Regions from separate parts of the Mus musculus genome. Here region 2 is linked to region 1. The links are chromatin contacts, called in public promoter capture Hi-C maps. All regions are on one chromosome and are shown on one strand. Each heading gives the region's core, a stretch centred on a gene start, on an enhancer-like site or on the middle of the called end of the contact. The rest is flanking DNA. Distances are from core to core; before and after follow the strand shown.

Evidence for each region. Promoter capture Hi-C pulls out the DNA fragments that hold promoters and counts their contacts.
Region 2: a promoter capture Hi-C map of pre-B cells shows a contact between it and region 1. The contact joins the promoter of C1galt1c1 here to the promoter of Rhox11 in region 1. A contact is called at or near these places in 4 of 39 promoter capture datasets (the 3T3-L1 cell line, hippocampal neurons, liver and 1 more).

What each region holds. Positions count from the first base shown.
Region 1 is chrX:38,080,944-38,087,464 of GRCm38.p6, reverse strand. It overlaps Rhox11 (reproductive homeobox 11), which reads left to right and starts at 2,326. Exons shown (of 3, transcript NM_198598.2): 1 at 2,326-2,846. The coding sequence starts at 2,488.
Region 2 is chrX:38,632,355-38,638,875 of GRCm38.p6, reverse strand. It overlaps C1galt1c1 (C1GALT1-specific chaperone 1), which reads left to right and starts at 3,733. Exons shown (of 2, transcript NM_021550.3): 1 at 3,733-3,898. It overlaps Gm52440 (a long non-coding RNA gene), which reads right to left and starts at 3,588. Exons shown (of 2, transcript XR_003953098.1): 1 at 3,447-3,588; 2 at 479-1,508. It also overlaps the pseudogene Gm18436.

The DNA of each region.
Region 1 (6,521 bases), core at 1,077-3,576:
TCACCAATTTAACTAGAGAAAAATGAGCCAGCTCCAGACACCAGTAAGCCTGTTTGGGAAATCTTTAGCAATTATTTCTCTAGTATCATACGAGAACTAAAGGACATTCCCTAAATTGGCTTGCAGAGCAGAAGCTGAAAGAACCTTACAAACATGCATGCAAAAGGCAAAGAACTCAGAAGCGGCTTAGGCCAAGGAGATGGTCTTCTTAGCAGCTCCAATCCAGTGCAGAAAATCAGGAAAGTACCTGAAAGTTCTGTATTGGGTCCTCTTTAGAATGCTGGAGAATCTACATTCTGATGCCAGACAATGATCACTCTGGAGATGGTAGAATTACTCAGAAAAAGAGAATTCATATGCGCACAGGATTTTCCTTTGACCTCATTATATCTGGTTTTCCAGTTGGAATAAGTCACCCATATTGAGGGATAATTCTCTCTAGAATTACCTCACCATCTCCCTCAAGTGTGCATCCTAGGTAATTCTAAATCCGGTTAAGCTAACAATCAAGGCCACAGACAAGGGAAGTGCCTCCCAAGACTTCAGAAAACATATCTCGCACAAGATGTCAGGAAGAAGTCTGCCGTCCTTCAAATCATATTTCAAAAGAAGCCTCTGTGCCGGGCAGTGGTGGAGCACCCCTTTAATTCCAGCACTTGGGAGGCAGAGGCAGGCAGATTTCTGAGTTCGAGGCCAGCCTGGTCTGCAAAGTGAGTTCTAGGACAGCCAAGGCTATAAAGAAAAACCCTGCCTCGAAAAACAAAAAAAACAAACAAACAAACAAACAAAAAAAAAGCCTCTGGCATCTTGGGTACACTGAAGAAAGCACAGAAAAGGGTACATGGCACAAAAGTAAGAAAATGGTAAGAGTAAGTTTTGTGATGTTAGAGCCAAGGTGTCGAGCTTGCTAGCTAATGCTACTGACTGTCTTGGCACTGTAGAGGAATTTAGATACGTCTCTCAGATGGAGACACAAGAAAAAGGCTAATGAAGAGTCACCAAGAGACACTTTCCAGATCATAGATAGAGAAGCAGGAACAAGCAGGTTGCCTTAGCAAGATTCAACTGAAGTCACCCTTGCAGCTTGGGGTAAGGTCGCCAGGAATAAGAGTGGTAGGCAGAATGATGGCCTCTCATGGACCCTATAAATCTCCTAACCTTGTAGTTTGTGGATATGGCTTCAGAAAATTCTGGATACCCAGTGACTCCTGAAAGTAATTAAAGTTTAGGCCATAAAAAACAAACAAACAAACAAAACGACAACCTTCTGTTCTGGAAGGCTCCCTGGTACACTAAAGAAGACCTCCCTAAACATTTTAAACTGTGACCTTTTTGGACCTGAAATTTTATGTGATCAAAGGTAAACAGGCACAAAACACTTGTACCCAAATCAAACACTGACTAATAATGAACCATGAAGACTTTTACTTTATATACTATAAAAGGGCCCCAGACATTAGCACAACTAACTCCATGATGGAAGTACCATTCAGGTAATAAAACTAAGCACATAGACAGTACCCTTCATCAAAATAAAAACAAAGATCTAATCTATCAAAGTCCATAGTTTTGGGAAAGTCTCCAAATGGACTGACCTTGCTTTTTTGGCTTCTGTAGTTCTGCTTCTGGCTAACTCTTCTTGTTAATTGAAATATGTCAGCCCAGGATGTGTTTTTTATGTTTGGTAGCTCATCCTGAGACAATCTGGGAGCTATACTGGGGTCACAAACACTTAAACTGGTGTCCAAGTATTCTTCTCTGGTGGATACAACAAAAATACATATACATCATATACATATAATTATATTCTTTGTTAAAATTGCAAACACATCTTTATATTTACACACATATGCTTTTATTTTTTTTTATACAAAATTAAATCATGGCCTAATTTGGCTTTCTAGGATGGAAAGGATCAGCCAACATTTTTTCAGAGTTGTTCCATTATTTTGACTTCATAATTTACATAATGAGAATGCTTCAAATAATAGGTAGTACAAAGAGATGAAGCTTTATTTAGGGTCACATAAAAATAGGAAATTATATCCTAAAACGGTAGTTTATTTAGTTATCTTATTTTTATTGATATTCTGCCTTCACATCTAAATCAGCCTAAAATGCATTCTAAGCCATAGTCAAGATCCTGTCTTAGACCCAGGGAAACTCCTTAACTGAGATCCAACTAGGGCTTCACTTCTCATATGAGTTAGAAAACTAACGTTCTGTTTTAAGTCGCCCTTTTTGCCACGCCCGTTTATGACAACTGTCTTATTCTATAGGGCAGATTCACACAAAGTTCTACCCCGTGTGTGCCTAAACTAGAGCCTCACACAGGTTTGTGAGTTGAAAGCCAGTAGCATCGGTGGAGGAGGACGAGTGTCTGTGTCAGAGAGGAACGTGTGTAGCCTAGGGTAACAATTTAGAGGGCTTCAAGGAGCAGAGCCCCATTGGAAACCACAAGAGTGTGCCTTCTGACGAGCATAGATCATGTCCCGTAAGTACTTCTACTTCGACTACGACTACTATGGGATGAGCTTCTGTGAGGAAGAAATCACGACTGAACCCGAGGAAAAGGTGGCCTACACATCAAACAGTGGCGGCTTCGCCGATGAAGTAACAGGCATCCCGAAAGAGGGCCACCAGAGCTCTATAGGCGAGCATAGCTGTGTCATGCCTAACACTCAGGACACTGGGCGAGAAGAGCCAGAGGAGACCAGTAAGGTGGCCGAGACCAGTGAGCAGTCGTTATTCAGGATTCCTCGGAAAGCATACAGATTTACACCTGGACAGCTGTGGGAACTGCAAGCAGTGTTCGTAGAAAATCAGTATCCAGATGCCCTCAAAAGGTGTGTGTTCCGGGTTTGTCCCTCGGGCTCTTTTTCCTCTCCCCTGACCCCTTTCCACTCTTGTTAAAATGTTTTAAAGTCTTTGAGATTCAGCACATAGATTCACTCACAGTGGCATACCTTTGTCCCTGAGGTACAATCTCCTCAGAGCTTCAGGAGACATAGCCTCAGCGGACGCGGCGGGAGTGCGCCCTCTAGCGAGCTCAAGCCGTAACAAAGACTGAATCTGAATAAAACCTAACTAAACCTACACGGCAGTAGTGGAGGGTTTTGCAAAGCAGTGGCAGGCCCCCTGCATGCATTTTGTTGCGAGGGCTACCAGGGTGGTCACAGCCTCTCTTTAGTTTTATTAAATCTAAATCGGGGTCTGTCTGAGTTGTGCAGGCTGGCCTTGAATCAACTCTGTATCCCTGCTCGCCGTCCTTGAACTTTTGACCCTCCTGTCTCAGCCTCTTGTCTTAGCTGAGATTACTGGCAGCAGGGTTGACCTCCTTCCCCTCTCGGCCTTAAACCCACGAAGTTTTCAGCTAACTTTGTGCTGGTGGTTGGGGAGAGTTATTATCGAGAGGTTCTGAGTGGAATTTGTTTTCTCTATCGGTTAAAGAATTGAAAGGCAGGAAAGGTTCCAGACTCGGCAGGCAGCAATAGGTAACAAAGCTATTAAAACGGAAATAAGACTGGTGCAAGGCAAGGCAGGCAGAGAGATGCCCCTCTACTAAGTAGATAGGGGCATCTGAAAATGAAATGTTTTTTTTTCATCTGGGGGTGTATGTGTCAGCCTACCAAAACTGCTCATTCTTAGACTAGTCGTTTTAGACAAAGAAAGGCAAGCTGACAGGTTCATAGCTTCATGTAAACTGAAATATGATCAGGACAGGCTTTGAACGTACCTGACCAGACTGCAGTGGTCAGCCAAAGGCAGGAGAAAAGGCCCACTAGGCCTTTGTCTCAGGTGAAGAAGGTGAAGAAGGAGCAGAAGGTTTCCCCTCTTACTCGTCTGAGGCCCCTTTCCCTAGCTGTCTTCAGGTCTGGGGTTTGTTTAGCTCTTAGTCCCCCCACGAGGAGACCTCTCCTGGAGGACTGGGGTTGCATGCTTGGTGCGAACGAGGTCCCTGGAATGCTCACTGACCACTCCTTCGGTTGCTTTCATTGAAAAGATTATCCTTAAATACAGAAACATAAAAGCCTAAACCAAATCTGAAGGTCAAAATTGAGCAGCCTGAAGTCTTGTCAAGTGGTTTGGGGACAGGTCTCTGGGATCTTCTCTATGATACCAAAGGAAAACCTGAACCCATTAAACAACTGCCCTTCCCATGTCCACAGGCTCTAGCTACCACTCTCCTGCCTTATTGCTCCTCTCTGGGTGCCTTGTCTAGGAACGTCACTTAAGGGAAATCAGACAGAATTTGTCTTTTCTGAGTTAACCTGCTTCAATTGGCATGTCTTCAGGCCTCCTCAGTGTGCTAACATCTGGCTGAATTTCTGCTTTCTCGGGGGTAAATTACATCTCAAAGACCTCTTTGCATAGCTATCATATGTTTTCTGTTATTCCCACCATCTGCAAAAAGGATATCTGGATGATTTTCTCTGTGGCCCATGTAGACTGTGCTTTGCTGCTATGAGGAGAGAGAGTACACAAATGCCTCTCCTAAAATTCCAGATTTTCAGTCATTTGGGGGTGTACACCCAAAAACAATTTGCTGTATCATGTGATCATTCTATGCTCACTATTTGAAGGGGACCCGACCCTTCCTTTGTGGATATATTGCTTGACATCTCCCAAAATCCAGCATGATGTTTCCAATGCCTTTAGGGACTTACCAGGCTTGTTATTTTGTGGAGGACATTGTTAATAACCACTTCTCTGGGTGTGGGATAATATCTGTGTGATTTGGAGTTTATTTCCTTACTGTTGTGTGACTTTACCTGTGCTTTTAGCCACCATAACCTGTCTTTGTGGTCACGTGTCTCTTTAAAAAGGTCTTGTATTTAAGTGTGGGCGTGTTTTTGGAGTGGGTTACTGATGTTCATATATGTTGTCTGCTTCCATGTGATGCTTTTTACGTTCAATACACAGAACATTTAAATTTTGTCAGCATTCCAGGTTCTCTATTTCATGTGTATTGCCTGTGCTGGAACCTGCTTTTTGTACATACATTTTTTTAGAGAGCATGTTCAATAGAATGAAGACCTTCATGCCCGTGAAACTATATACCATCCCAAGAGTCAGTTGGAACAAGGTAAAACCACTTGTAAACATGGTTCCTTCTAAGAATTACTGAAAAACTATGCTTGTAGATGTGTGAGAGGAGATAGCATTTTAAAATTTTTATTAAAAATATTTTATACAATATATATTTAATTACATTTTCCCTTTCCTACTTCCTCCCAGATTCTTCCTACCCATCCAACTTCATCAACAAAACAAAACAGGAAAACTATCAAGACCAAAAACCCAAATCAAAGCAGAGAAAATTAGAAGAAAAAAAAAACAAGATAAAAATAAGCACACACACATTCACGCACACTCAGGCACACTCATGTACACACTCATACAGACACCCACAAAGTAACAAAAAATATATGGAGTCACTTTGGTATTGGTCGACTACTCTTGAACATGGGGCCTACCCTGGAGAGTTATGGGGATAATGTTGTCCTTTGTCTTAAGAAGCTTTTCAGTTTCATAAGGCCCTATTTATTAATTGTTGATCATAGTGCCTGAGCTATTGGAGTTCTGTTCAGGAAGTCATCTCCTGTACCAATGTGTTCAAGGATATTCTCCATTTTCCCATGTATCAGGTTCAGCGTATCCATTTTCTTATCAAACCTATTAGTCTGTGTCTTTTGGAGGAAGCATTATGGAGAGTTATTAATGATCAGTGTTTATTGATTCCTGTTATTTTGCTGCGGTAGCATGGATTTTTCCCTCTCCTGATGAACTTTTCTGGGATTTTTTTATTCTTTGTGTCTGTGGAAGTGGATTGGTGTACAAAAATTGCTTACATTTGTTTTTATTGTGAAATGGTTTTCTTTCTCTGTCAACTGCCTTTAATAGTTTTGCTGGGTCTAGTAGTCTGATTTGACAACTGTGATCTCTTAGAGCTTCTAGAATATTTATCCACTTCCTTCTGGCTTTCAGAGTCTCCATAGAAAAGCCAGCTTTTATTCTAATGGGCCCTCCTTTGTATATGACTTGGTCTTTTCCCCCTTGCAGCTTTTAATACCCTATCTTTTGATGTACATTTAGTGTTTCGATTATTATGTGTCACGGGGAATTTGTTTTCTGGTCCTGGTCCAGTCTATTTGGTGTTTCACACACTTTTATACCTTGAGAGGTGTGGCATTTTAATATTGTTCCAGATTTTAATATTGTTCCAGATTTCCTGGGCTACTTACACCTAGATTTTTTCTAATATTTAACATTTTCTTTGACTGAGATGTTATGTATCTTCTACCTTGTCTTCAAGATCTGAAATTTCTGTCTTCCATGCTCTTTAATCTATTGTTGAGACTTACATATGAAGCTTTTGTTTGGCATACTGTTTTTCATTTCCATTTTTATTTCATTTTGGCTTTCCTTTATTCTACTCCTTTGTTAAGTTTTACTTACATGTCTTGAATAGGTCTCACTATTTCATTCAACTGTGTGTGTTCTCATGGTCTTTAAAGGCA
Region 2 (6,521 bases), core at 2,484-4,983, 550 kb before region 1:
CCTTGCCCTCTTAATCTTCTCTGGAAATGCTAGTGCTCTCTCTCTCTCTCCCTCTCTCCCTCTCTCTCTCTCTCTCTCTCTCTCACACACACACACACACACACACACACACACACACACACACACACACACTGTTGGCATAAGGACATCCCAAACTTATGATATCTCATAGGCGACAGCAAGACATGTGACCTGAAGACCAGTTGCCAAGGCAACAGGCACCATATTCCCACCATTCACTTGGCTCACCTCCCACCTTTACCATACTCTTTCTCTGCTGTCGCCTTCTCTCTCTCTCTCTCTCTCTCTCTCTCTCTCTCTCTCTCTCTCCCAATAAAACCTCTTTCATGTGGAACTGTCTTGGCCTAGTGTGCTGTTGAGACGCAGCCTGCCATTCTAACACATCACACCACACACACGCACACACACACGCACACACACACACACACACACACTTTACTAATCACCTAGAGGCTTCTAGGTCCCATCAAGTTTAATCATCACAGACACTTGAAAGTTTTAAAGCAAAGCTATATATGTGCACTGGATCTTATACAAACAAAATGAGAAAAGCAAGGCTTGGGCCTGATCCCACCAGTACTGCATGCTGAACTATTGGCACCATGAAGCCAGTGATGCTGTCCAGACACAATATGAAACAAGCAATTTTGTTCCTTAGAAATAAGAACCAAGGGCTGGGTGGGCAGTGGTGGCACTGGCTTTAATCCCAGCAATTGGGAGGCAGAGGCAGAGGCAGGTGGATTTCTGAGTTTGAGGCCAGCCTGGTCTACAGAGTGAGTTCCAGGATAGCCAGGGCTACACAGAGAAACCCTGTCTTGAAAAACCAAAAAGGGGGCTGGAGAGATGTCTCAGTGGTTAAGAGCACTGATTGTTCTTCCAGAGGTCCTGAGTTCAAGTCCCAGCAACCACATGGTAGCTCACAATGATCTGTAATGAGATCTGGAGCCCTCTTCTGGTGTGTCTAAATACAGCAACAATGTACTCACATATATTAAATAAATCTTTAAAAAAGAAAAAAAGGAAAAGAAAACTAATTCTCTTTTTCCAAGTTGACTTCGAACTCACGAAATCCTCCTGCCTCTGCCTCCTGACTGCTAGGATTAAAGGCATGTACCACTATTGGCAGGCTGAAAACTAATCCTTAAAAATGGGAAAAGAAAGAGAGAGAGAGAAAGAGAGAGAGAAAGCAAAAAAGAAAAACAAAATTCTTCCAGCAAAAAAGAAAAACAAAATTCTTCCGGCAAAGAAATTATCCAGGATAGTGCGTTGAAAGATTATAAAATGAGGATTTCTTCTTCAGAGGAAACTTCAATACTGCTTGAGAGTCTTGGTTTCAGGGTTGTTTTGTAAACCTTTGTGTCTGTTCATTTTCAGCACTTGCCGGTTGCATCTCACCTATACGACCTGGCTAAGGGATGAGCAGTAGACAAAGTGCTCTTGATCTGTCTTCAACTTCCCACTGGTGTGGAAATTCCACTCGTTTCAATCTACAAAGGAAACTTCAGTTGTTTCAATCTTTATAAGGCTGCACCATGTGTTGATTTTCATTGCTAACATAAGTATTTAATTATACATAATCACACAGAGAGGAAAAAAAGAATCAACACTCACTCCCTGTCAAATAGTGTGCTACCAGCAAAGAGAGAGGGCAGTGCTGGCCGTAGAAGGCTATAAAACGAGGAACTTTTCCTAGCCGTCTCTGGGAATGAGTCCAGTTTAGGAAATCTATGAGAAAGCATTGGAAATGAATAGATGAAAATTGAATTCACTGGCCGGGCTTCATTCAACACAAATGTAAATAGAGATTTGGCAAAAATAACCCAGTACCTAATTCAAATGAGAAAACTTTCACTGTAATGGAGGACAGCTGATCCTTTGAGTAAGAGGGCAAAAAAAAAAAAAAGGAAAAAAAAAGGAAAAAGGAAGAAGAGAAGAGAGGGGAGAGGCACTGATATTCACAGTGCCACTGAGAAGGGATTACTGGAGAGACTGAAACAAAGTAGTCCAACAGTGTTCCCATTCATGACTTTCACAAGTCTCTGGAGAAACAGAAGGCAGATGCTGAGGGAAAAGATGAGGAAGATGTGGGCCAAAGAGTTTGTGGAAGAATATGAGGTGGTGTTTGGTTTTTTTGTTTGTTTGTTTGTTTGTGATATGGATAAATTGGATGCCAGCCGTGAAGAGGAAAAAGGAAAGGCACTTAATGCATAGCACAAAGACAAAGCCCTCTTCAAAGGCCTGCTGCAGAAAAACCAGGCCCGTGTAGAATATGTGCAGGACACAGACAGAACCACTCCATTTGTCTTTGCCTTGTAAACAGCACTGAACACTGGGAATGTGTTTAGCTCAAACACAAACATGCCACCCCCCAAAAAAAGAAAAGCAAGGTTTGTCAGGAATATGACACCCCGATTAAGATACTACTGCCAGAATAGTAATTTCTTGCAATCTAGATGTCATTACAAGACTTCCTGAACTTTCCATTGTACTTAAGGCATTGCCAGTCACCACTCAAATGTATGAGTTTCCAGGAATTCAGGCCCAAGTCACTTCTCGGTGTTCCCCGAACCAAATCTAGTGACAGAACCTTTTGAATAGCTATAAGGCTGGCCTTTAACTGCTAGTCCTTCTACCTTGGCCTCCCTAGTGTTGGCATTACAAGTGTGACCGAATAGCACCAGCTACAAAAGAGCACTTCAAGAGACTAGGTATGCCGGCTAGTGGTGGTGCATGCCTTTAACCCCAGCACTTTGGAGGCAGAGGCAGGTGGATTTCCGAGTTTGAGGCCAGCCTGGTCTACAGAATAATAATTTCTGTTAATAATAATAATAATAATGTGAGTTCCAGGACAGCCAGGGCTATACAGAGAAATCCTGTCTCGAAAAAACAAAAAACAAAACAAACAAAAAAAATGAGACTAGGTATTTATTGGGGGGTTCTGTAGTCCTACTTTGACCTGGAGTCTACACTCAACTCTGCATTTGACTTATTGGCTAGCCCTTTGAAAGCACCCCTTATCCTGTACTGGGCTTGGTTCTCCATCTGTATTTCTAACACTCATTAACTCCTCAAATATTTGCTTATTGCATCCTGGCACTATCTGCTAGCAATACAGGGTGGAATACACAGAACCAACATTTACTGAATGCTTACTTTACACTTCACCTTTTGCTAGGGGAGTTATGTACACTAACTGATAACCTGTGAGATATTTTCCAAACACAACAAAGGAAGGAACAGAGGCAGCGTGAAAATGAAGTCACTTCTCCAGGATAGCAAAGCACTTGGCTGAAGGATCACTTCTAGGCTATGTGGCTTCGAAACCTACCACCCGTGTAACCACAGCCAATTCTTGCTCCCCAAAGCGATGACAATTTCAATGACTTGCATTTTGGTTCCAGGCCAGGAATACTGGGAGGAATTACCTTCTTGTCACCACAAGGGTACCAACACATTAGAGTAGGTTAGAGGAATGATCTAGAAATCTACATCAGGTAAGCAGCAGCTCTCTTCCGCACTCCGGCAGTTTCCACGCCCGTAGGCAGACCGAGGAAGGGAGCGTGGGCGGGCCTTAAAACACGCACGCCCCTCGGGGCATCCCATTGGGTACAGCTGAGCATGTCGGGGCGGGCCCTTTCCGAGTCTCACGGAGCCCGCCCCCCACGCCGTTCCCAGCTCTCGCCCCGCCCCACCCCGCCCCGCCCCGCCCCCACCCTCGTCAGCTTCCTCTGTTGCTCCGTCATTAATGACACCAACGAGAGGATACCGCCTGCGTCTAGAGCAGCCTGGTTCCGAGCGTAACAGAGTGGGCCTTGGACCTCTCACGTCCAAGCCTCGTGAGGCAGCGCTTTCCTGCCCTGGAGCCGTTCTAGATGCGGTGAGTGCCAAAACCTCGGCCCCCACTTCAAGCACAACCCAGAGCTACTGCTTCCCTCCCTCCCCTGGGAAGGCCAGGGCCCTAGCCTGGGCCCTAGCCCGTTCCCAGCATGCTCCACTAGGGATGCCTTGGCAGGTGCGGCGGGAGGACCCAGCGGGAGTGGGGAAAGCAGCCTTCCGAGAGCTTCTCCCTTGGCCCTTCAGTGGGACACTGATATCCATCCTGGTACCCAGTCTCCATTTTGATCTCCATCCACTTTCTCCTTCTAAAAACAGAAAAAGAAAGAAAGTTTGTCGCAAAAACATACTTTCTGCTTTCTCTTGTGTGTGCGTTTTAAGTTCCCTCCTCTGTACAAAAATATCCCATCGTGCGGATTGTTGGTGTTACTTTTTTTTTTTTAATTCCTCAGCGGAGAAAAAAAAATGTTAGGATAATTTGTACAAATAATTTTGTGTAGAATTAGTAGACGTTTTGAGTTTTAATAGTATTTTTGCCGTTAGGAGGAAAAATTCTGGAAATTTTTGACACAAAATCATATGAAGGTACTTGTCTGGATTGTTGAGTATTGGCCAGAAATAATGATCATGTGATAAGAACTGCAATTATAACAAGTAATATAAAGGTGAACTTTACAATGCTGTTTTGAGGCATAGCTTTTCTGTTCTTTCTCCTTTCCTATGGGAAGTGTTTATTGACCAAGTTCTCTGGATTACAGAGGGAAACTACCATCTTGCCTTCCCCCACCCACTTCCCCACACACTCTTAGAAACTGCACCTGTCCTTCAAACAGCTGTCTTTGTGGTAAAAGTCAAAGTTCATTTCTTTTATAAGAAAACAATAGGAGCCAGAAGTGTTGCCACACACAAGTAATACCAGCACATGGACAAATGAAACGAGAGGATCACAAGTTCAAGATCAGCTGGAGATACATAGTGAAACCCTATCTCACATCTTAGAAAAGGGGACAGGAAGGGGGGAGACAGGGTCAGTGTAGTATCCTTGTAGCATTATGGGAAAATTTGGTGCAAGCATCAATTATGTTTACTAGATCCACATGTCGCGTTTATAGGTCACTTCTACCACTGATAGCCTTTGTGACTTTAGATCAGCTATTTAACCTTTATGGTTCTCCATTTCCCCATTTAAAAGAAGTCTTTGTGTGACACTAGAGGGGGTCCCAGCGTTGAGTATTAAGGTCAGATGGGGCAGACATTTGGTAGCCTGCTCTATCACTCTCCCCTTTATTCTTCCTGAACCAGGAAATATGTTGAAGGCCAGCAGGCCCCAATGAGCTCCTGCCTCCAACCCCACAGTGCTGGGGTTAGACATGGCTTCCTGCCTTGCCCAGCTTTTTATATGGGCACTGGGTATGGAACTCAGGTCCTCAGGAAACTCAGGTCCACCGAATCATCTTTCCAGCCCCATTTTTTTTAAATTGACACATAACTGGACATATTCTTTAAATGAGAGAAATGACCTCAGGTAACAGCTTCTAAGGTCCTTTTCAACCGTAAGAGACACCGTGGAAGTAGAAGGAGTCCAGTGAAACTTTGAAGAGTTGCAGAAGAGACTGGGGAACATTCAGTCTTGACGAGCAACAATGTAAACCATAATATTGTCAGCTGTTTTGTTTACATTGGCTCTCCTTCCACTTTCTAATTGAAATTAAAATACAGAAGGTTCCCCTCTCCTCCTTTTTATTTATTTTTTAACTTTCTCAAGGAATTAAGTATCTTTCGAGGAGCTAAAAATAGTCACAAATGTTCCCCAAATAATGCCTATATTGACTTCTTTCTCCAAACAACTTTCCATCGTGGGCTTTTATTACATCATTAATTGATATACTATGTAGTAAGACATTTAGTCTTAGGGGCAGAGTGTTAATTATAACATATGCTACTAACCACATGAAATGTGTTTTAGATTGCTTAAAATACCTCAGGACATTAACTACCAGTTAAATCAAGCAGTAGGTTGAAGGAGAAATTTGATACTGGTGGTGGTGGTGGTGGTGATCATCATCATGGTCGTCATGGTGGAGGAGGAGGTGGCAGTGGTGCTGGTGGTGATGGCTGCGGTGGTGGTGGCAGCAGCTGAGGCAGAAGTTGTGGTGGCTGTAGCTAAGGTATGGTGGTGAGAAACCTTTAATTCCAGCACTCAGGAGGCAGAGGCAAGTGGATCTCTGAGTTCAAGGCCAGCCTGGTCTACAGAGTGAGTTCCAGGACAGCCAGGGCAACACAAAGAAACCCTGGGCCAAAAAAAAAAGCCAAAAAATGAAAGAAAGAAAGAAAGAAAGAAAGAAAGAAAGAAAGAAAAGAAAGAAGGAAAGAAAGAAAAGAAAGGAAGAAAGAAAGAAAGGAAGGAAGAAAGAAAGAAAACGAAGAAAGAAAAGAGAAATTTGAGTTTAAATTGAGTATCTGTTCAACTTACAGGTCTGGATGTAGAAGCTCTTTTATAATTAGCCAGAAGTACTAACAGGGCAAGTTTGCCATACAAAATATTTAGAGAACGATGGAAAAACATTGTTTATCACATTAGTTTCTAGGCTAATGCTTTCACTTGCCACTTTGTTAAATAAATGATGGATAAAATTACTCCTCTACACATACATACACACACACAC